Regions from separate parts of the Rattus norvegicus genome. Here region 1 is linked to region 2. The links are chromatin contacts, called in public Hi-C maps. All regions are on one chromosome and are shown on one strand. Each heading gives the region's core, a stretch centred on a gene start, on an enhancer-like site or on the middle of the called end of the contact. The rest is flanking DNA. Distances are from core to core; before and after follow the strand shown. Region 1 holds the start of Tln2 (talin 2). Region 2 overlaps Tln2 (talin 2).

What was found. Hi-C and Micro-C count contacts between places; a contact is called where the count stands out from the background.
Region 1: a Hi-C map of Schwann cells shows a contact between it and region 2, with 4 times the contacts expected there. The contact joins the promoter of Tln2 here to the enhancer-like site in region 2. A contact is called at or near these places in 4 of 12 Hi-C or Micro-C datasets (the A7r5 cell line, the Rat2 cell line, Schwann cells and 1 more).

What each region holds. Positions count from the first base shown.
Region 1 is chr8:77,131,888-77,134,641 of GRCr8, forward strand. Tln2 (talin 2) reads right to left here and starts at 1,474. Exons shown (of 59, transcript NM_001419941.1): 1 at 1,300-1,474.
Region 2 is chr8:77,073,007-77,075,706 of GRCr8, forward strand. All of the region lies in intron 1 of Tln2 (talin 2), which reads right to left. Among named protein-coding and RNA genes, the nearest start is that of Tln2, 59 kb to the right of the region's middle. Within about 2 kb of position 1,380, at least 25 of the 93 cell types and tissues checked have an H3K27ac peak or open chromatin away from gene starts, as enhancers often do. A contact at or near this core is called in the A7r5 cell line and Schwann cells, where this site is marked.

The DNA.
Region 1 (2,754 bases), core at 224-2,723, 59 kb after region 2:
CCATCTACGAACCGACTCGCTTCCTCTCCAGCCTGGAGTGAGCTCCCGCGCCAGGTGGAGCACCCCGCGATCCCCAGTGCTGGGGGCTGGGGGTTACTGAAGAAAACGCTCAGCAACGTGCGCGGGCCAGGGAGAGGCGGTGCGCACAGCTCCGGCGGAGCGCTGGCAGCAGTAGCTTGGGGAAAAGAGGGGCGTGTGCTCAGCGCCAAACTGCCCCAAGTGCTATGACTCCCCTGCACTGTGACACCCGCGAGCCACGTGCATCGGTCCCCTGCACCGCTTTCCCCCACCCCCCACAGACCCAGCCTAGACCTGGGTGACGCGATGCAGTCCGCGCGCCCTTGTGGGGACATCCACCTTTTAGCTCGCCCCGGCGCGCAAACTTTCCCAACGACAATCGCTCAGGCTTTCCCGGGGGGCTTCGGAAAGTGGGCGCCCCCTTAGCCTCTGTAAAAACCCACTGAAAATATGGCGCCCTTGAACGTCGTTCCTTGGGCCCCGAAAAGCCAGGCTCCATATCCCTCCCGATCCCCGCCGGCGCGAAATCTCGGCTCCTGAGGGTCGGGGAAGGAGACTAGAGGCCGCCGCACTGGGTCCAAACCCTGCCCTCGCTCTCCGCCCCGCGCTATCCCTAAGCGGTCCTCGGCCGGCAGCTGGTTATGGGCAAGACAGCCAGGGAAAGGGGGAGTCCAGCAACCCGCAGGTCTCAGAGTCGGGGGCTAGGAGGCAGCCCGGAGTGTCTTCTCCACAAGCCGAGGCGGGAGACTTGTTTGCAAAGTGGCGCTTGAAGTAGGGGCAGCCAGTGTTGGAATGAAGCCGCTCTGCTCTCAGCCAACACAGTCGGCGCCGGGGTCACCGCCCGAGTCCAGGGGGCTCCTCGGTGCAGACCCGGCCGCTTTTCCGACCCCGTTACCGGAAACCCGAGGACTGAGCCCGAGAAGGGATCAGCTGCCTAAGGCTAGGGATCAGCTCTCGGACTCCGGCTGCAAGACTGTTTGCAAACCCCAGCACCCGGCTTGAGTGCAGCGAAACCTACATGTGCAATAGACAGGTGCATTCATTGCAATTTATTTTTCTTTTCTTGCAAAGAAGAAAAACAAACACCAAAAACCTAGGATAGGCAATGAAATCTAGAAGCTTGACAGGGTTTTTCTACATTGACATCACTTACGAGATGCAAACCCGAGAAGAAAACCACCCACATATTCCTTCTAGAGAGGGGAGGGAAAAGGCACTGAAAAATCCCTGCAGCGCGCATGCAGGCTGGAGAGCTGGGCAGCGCCACGCGCCGCGCCTTACCGCGGGGATGCAGCTACTGTCTCATTGCGGAGCGCCAGCCCCCGAGTGCAGCCAGCTCCGCTCACGCTGCGCCGCCGCCGCCGCTGCCGCCGCCGCCGCCGCTGCTGCTGGCTCCGGGCGCGGAACCGGAGCCGAGGGCGAGCGCGAGCGCACGGCCCGCGAGCGCCGGGAGGGCAGGAAGCGCGTCATCACTGGGGGACGGCGCGGCGGAGCTCTCCACCCGGCTCCTGGGTGTCCGCACCTCGGGCGCGGGATGGGGGCGCGCGCGGGGCTGTGGTGGGGTCCGCGTGCAAGAGGCGCAGAGGACACCCCCGACTGCCCCAGAATCTTGGCCCGGCTCTGAAGACCGATGAGGCGGCATGGAGACCAGGCGTCTGCTGGCATGAGGCCTCTGAGTCTTCTCAGCGTCCCTCCTGGACCACGGGCTGGGTCCTGGAGGTTACCAGGCGTGGATCCAGCCCTAAGGGTGGCAGAACGGATGCCAGTCATTTGAATTTAGGAAACCATTCTTCCAGAAAGATGGACAGCAAAGTGGGTGTGCCTATTGCACTAAATTTTTTTTTCGAGACAGCATCACACTAGGTAGACCAGGCTGGGCCCAAACTCAAATTAATCCGCCTCCTTCAGTACAGGGATTAAAGACCTGCCTCACCAAGACCCACTGTATGGGTGACTTGCTTCATACATACATTCATTCATTTGTGTATCTTTCTATCATACCCTGGAATTAAGTCACTTATGCATCCCCTGTATTTACATGTGCTGGGGGATGTTGGGATGGCAGGGTACAAAGTGAAAATTATCCTAGTTGCCACTGTGAAGGACACAGGAGAACAAATCACAAAGTCCGTTTCCTTTAAAATTATGATGTATAGAGAGACACAGAGAGGACAGATAGAATAAATTAACCAAGGTGTTCACCCTGTGTTCCAGTGGTTTGTGAAATTGTGGGGTTTTTTTCTCTTTCTGCTTGCTTCTAGTTTTATTTTTAACTTTTATAATTTTAAAAAATTAATACGAAAAGGCTTAGATGGTTATTTTTCCTCAGCCGGACACAGAGTGACCAGGATAGACTTGTCTTCCCAAGAAGTAGAGAACAAATCTCTTCAGCTCCTCAAATGCGACTATAGCAGCATTAGTGTCTCTCAGCTTGAAATTGTGGTCACTGTACATCCAAGAGTGAATCAACGTTGTAACTTGAAACTATCTTCAAGGAGTGCTTTGGGACCTTGAACAAGCCTGGCATAATGGAGAAACTAGACGAGACTCCTGAGGGGAGGGTGTCAAACGACTTTCTCAGGGGTCACATATCAGATATTTAAGACAGTGGCAAAATTGCAGGTATGAAATAGCAGCAAAAATAATTTTATGATTGGGATAAGGAGGTCACCAAAACGTGAGAAACTGTATTAAAGGGTCACAGCATTAGGAAGGTTGAGAAGCAAGGTCTTAAGA
Region 2 (2,700 bases), core at 130-2,629:
CAAACCTCAGCAGAAACAAGAGACCCTCCCGCAGCAGGGTGGAAGGAGAGAACCGACTTCCAAACGCTGTCCTCTCACTGCCACGTGCACACCATGGCACACACAGACACATGTAACAATGTGAAGAATCTGCAATTCGCCATCAGGAAAACAAACGGTGTTCAGGACATGGAAGGAGAAGATGCACACACTTGGCTGGGAATGTAAAACAGCCCAGCCATGACACAAACCAACATGGAGGCTCCTCAAGAAAACTAAAAATCAAGCACACGACCCAGATACACCAAGCTTGTAGTTGAAGGAACCAACCTAGGTGTCTGTCCCCTGAGGAATGGATAAGGAAAATGTGGTGTATATACATGATCAAATTATTTTCCAGCTATCGTGAATAAAGTCATAGGGTTTGCAGAAAAGTGGAGACAACTGGAAGTGATGGTAGGTGAATTAAGTGAACACACACACACACACACACACACACACACACACACACACCACTTCCGGTCATTTGTGTTTCCTAGACTTTACATATACACAAAATGATAGATATACAAGGACATCTTGGAAAGAAAGGACAAATGGGAGGAAAAGAGGGGGGCACTGAAGTATGGGGGTACTTAAAATACATTACAAATTTGCATATAATCTGGCATAATAAAAATTAAAAGGAAAAAATATATAGCTCATGATTGGTAAGAAACCCTTCCGTGCTGAACTGTTTGCCTCCCCCGCCACCCATCTACGTTAAAGCTCTAATTAAACTCCAGTGTGGGATGCTGGGAGATGAGGTCTCTAATAGGAAGCTCAGATGACAGGGACATCACAATGAAATTAGTGGTCTTATGTTAAAAGACACTGATGCAACTACCTAGCAACAGGCGGTCTCTGTCACACGAGACCACAGGAAACAGTCTGCAGGCCAGCAAGAGGGTCTCACCAAAGCCACACCTTAGCACTCTGACCTCAGAGCCCATTCTCTGGAACCATGAAGAAATGTATTTCCTGTGTCCATGGGGTTTTGTTACAGCAGGCTGAGCTGACTCATGCAAACCCCATGTAGACTGCCCTTGACCAGGGATAGACAATGCCAAGGGCAAGTGAGACTATAAGGCAGGCATTCACATGCTGTGAAAATTAGCCAGTCATGCACAATGTCCAACTATCAGGTCCTTTCCCACGCCCCACTTGCTAACCCAGTACCAGCAATGCCAACGACCTCGGCACTGCAGGGAGAAGCAGCTAGAAACAGTCCAGAGAGTAAGACGCTTAGCAGAATCAGAATTGGCCCAGAAACTCCTGAACGTGTGCATTCTCCCAGTGAGCTCAGAGCCTACAGCCCTGAACAATCTAAACTTAGCCGGAGAAAAGAGTCTGCTCAGCTCTGCCTGTCTCCTACGTGGTCCAGTAAGTGTCACTACCTCCTTTGGCAATAACTTGTCTTGGGAGTGCTATAAATACCACCTGAATGATGAATACCAGGAATGGTTTCATGGTTTCCAGGCACTGGCTTTGTGACAGGGGTGTCAAATTCAAAGTCGCCTGCACAACATGCCAACCCAGAGAACACATAAATCCCCTGGGGCCCCACCCTGCCATAGCTCTACTGATCCACATTGATAGCAAGTAGGAAGCTATGGGGCAGAAGACACTGAGATGACAGGAAAGGGTAGAGACTGGGGAGACAATTCATGTGGTAAAGTGTTTGCCTCGTAAGCACTGGACCTGACTGAAGCCCACACTCTGACTGACTGACTGCTTGCTTGCTTGCTTGCTTGTCTGTGAAGGGTCTCACTATGTAGTCAAGGCTGGTCTAGAACTCAACATGTAGACATTTATTGCTCCTTTTTTTTTCTTTTTTTTTTCCTCTTCTTTTTTTTTTTTTTTTTTTTTTTTTTTTAGGAGCTGGGGACCGAACCCAGGGCCTCGTGCTTGCTAGGCAAGCACTCTACCACTGAGCTAAATCCTGTACTCTTAACAATCCACCTGCCTCTGCTTCCTAAATGCTGGGATTAAAGGCATGTCCCACCACGCCTAGCTAAAATCTGAGTGGTCTGAGCTTGATTTGAGTTGGTTTTTAAAGCAGGCGTGGTAGCATAAACAAGTAATTCCAGTGCTGGAGAAGAGAAGATGGACAGAATCTTTGGGCTCACTGGCAAGGCCAATGAGAGGCCCTGTCTCCCCTGCAAGAAAGGTGGATGCCATCTGAGAAACAAGGCCCGAGATCATCCTCTAGACTTCTACGTGGCACAGAAGTGCACTCGCACAGAGACACAAAGCACGAAAGGAGTTTGGGCCTTCTGAGATGGCTACAGCTAATTAGGGCTCTGAAGGGAGGCACCACAGAAACGAAGCTGGGCTATTGCACTTCCCCGGTAGCTGTGCCCAAGAGATTCTGAATAGAATGTTTATGGAACGAGGTCTGTGGGTTTCAGTGGGTAAGGGTTTGCTTCCCTACCATAGAGGAACAGAGCCAGCTAGACCTCTTCACCCGGACAGTAAAGGTGAGGCAGAACAGACAGTGGACTCTGCGGACGGGCCATAGGAAATGCAGGGATGAGAAGAGGCCAGGAGGAATGGCCCAGGAGGAAGGACAGCACACAGCAGCCAGAGGTACCACAGAGAGTGGCCCCATAGGGTGTTAACCAGTGACCCTCAAACACCACCTATGAACCCAAGGGAGGTGTGGCCATCCAAGGGCTGTCA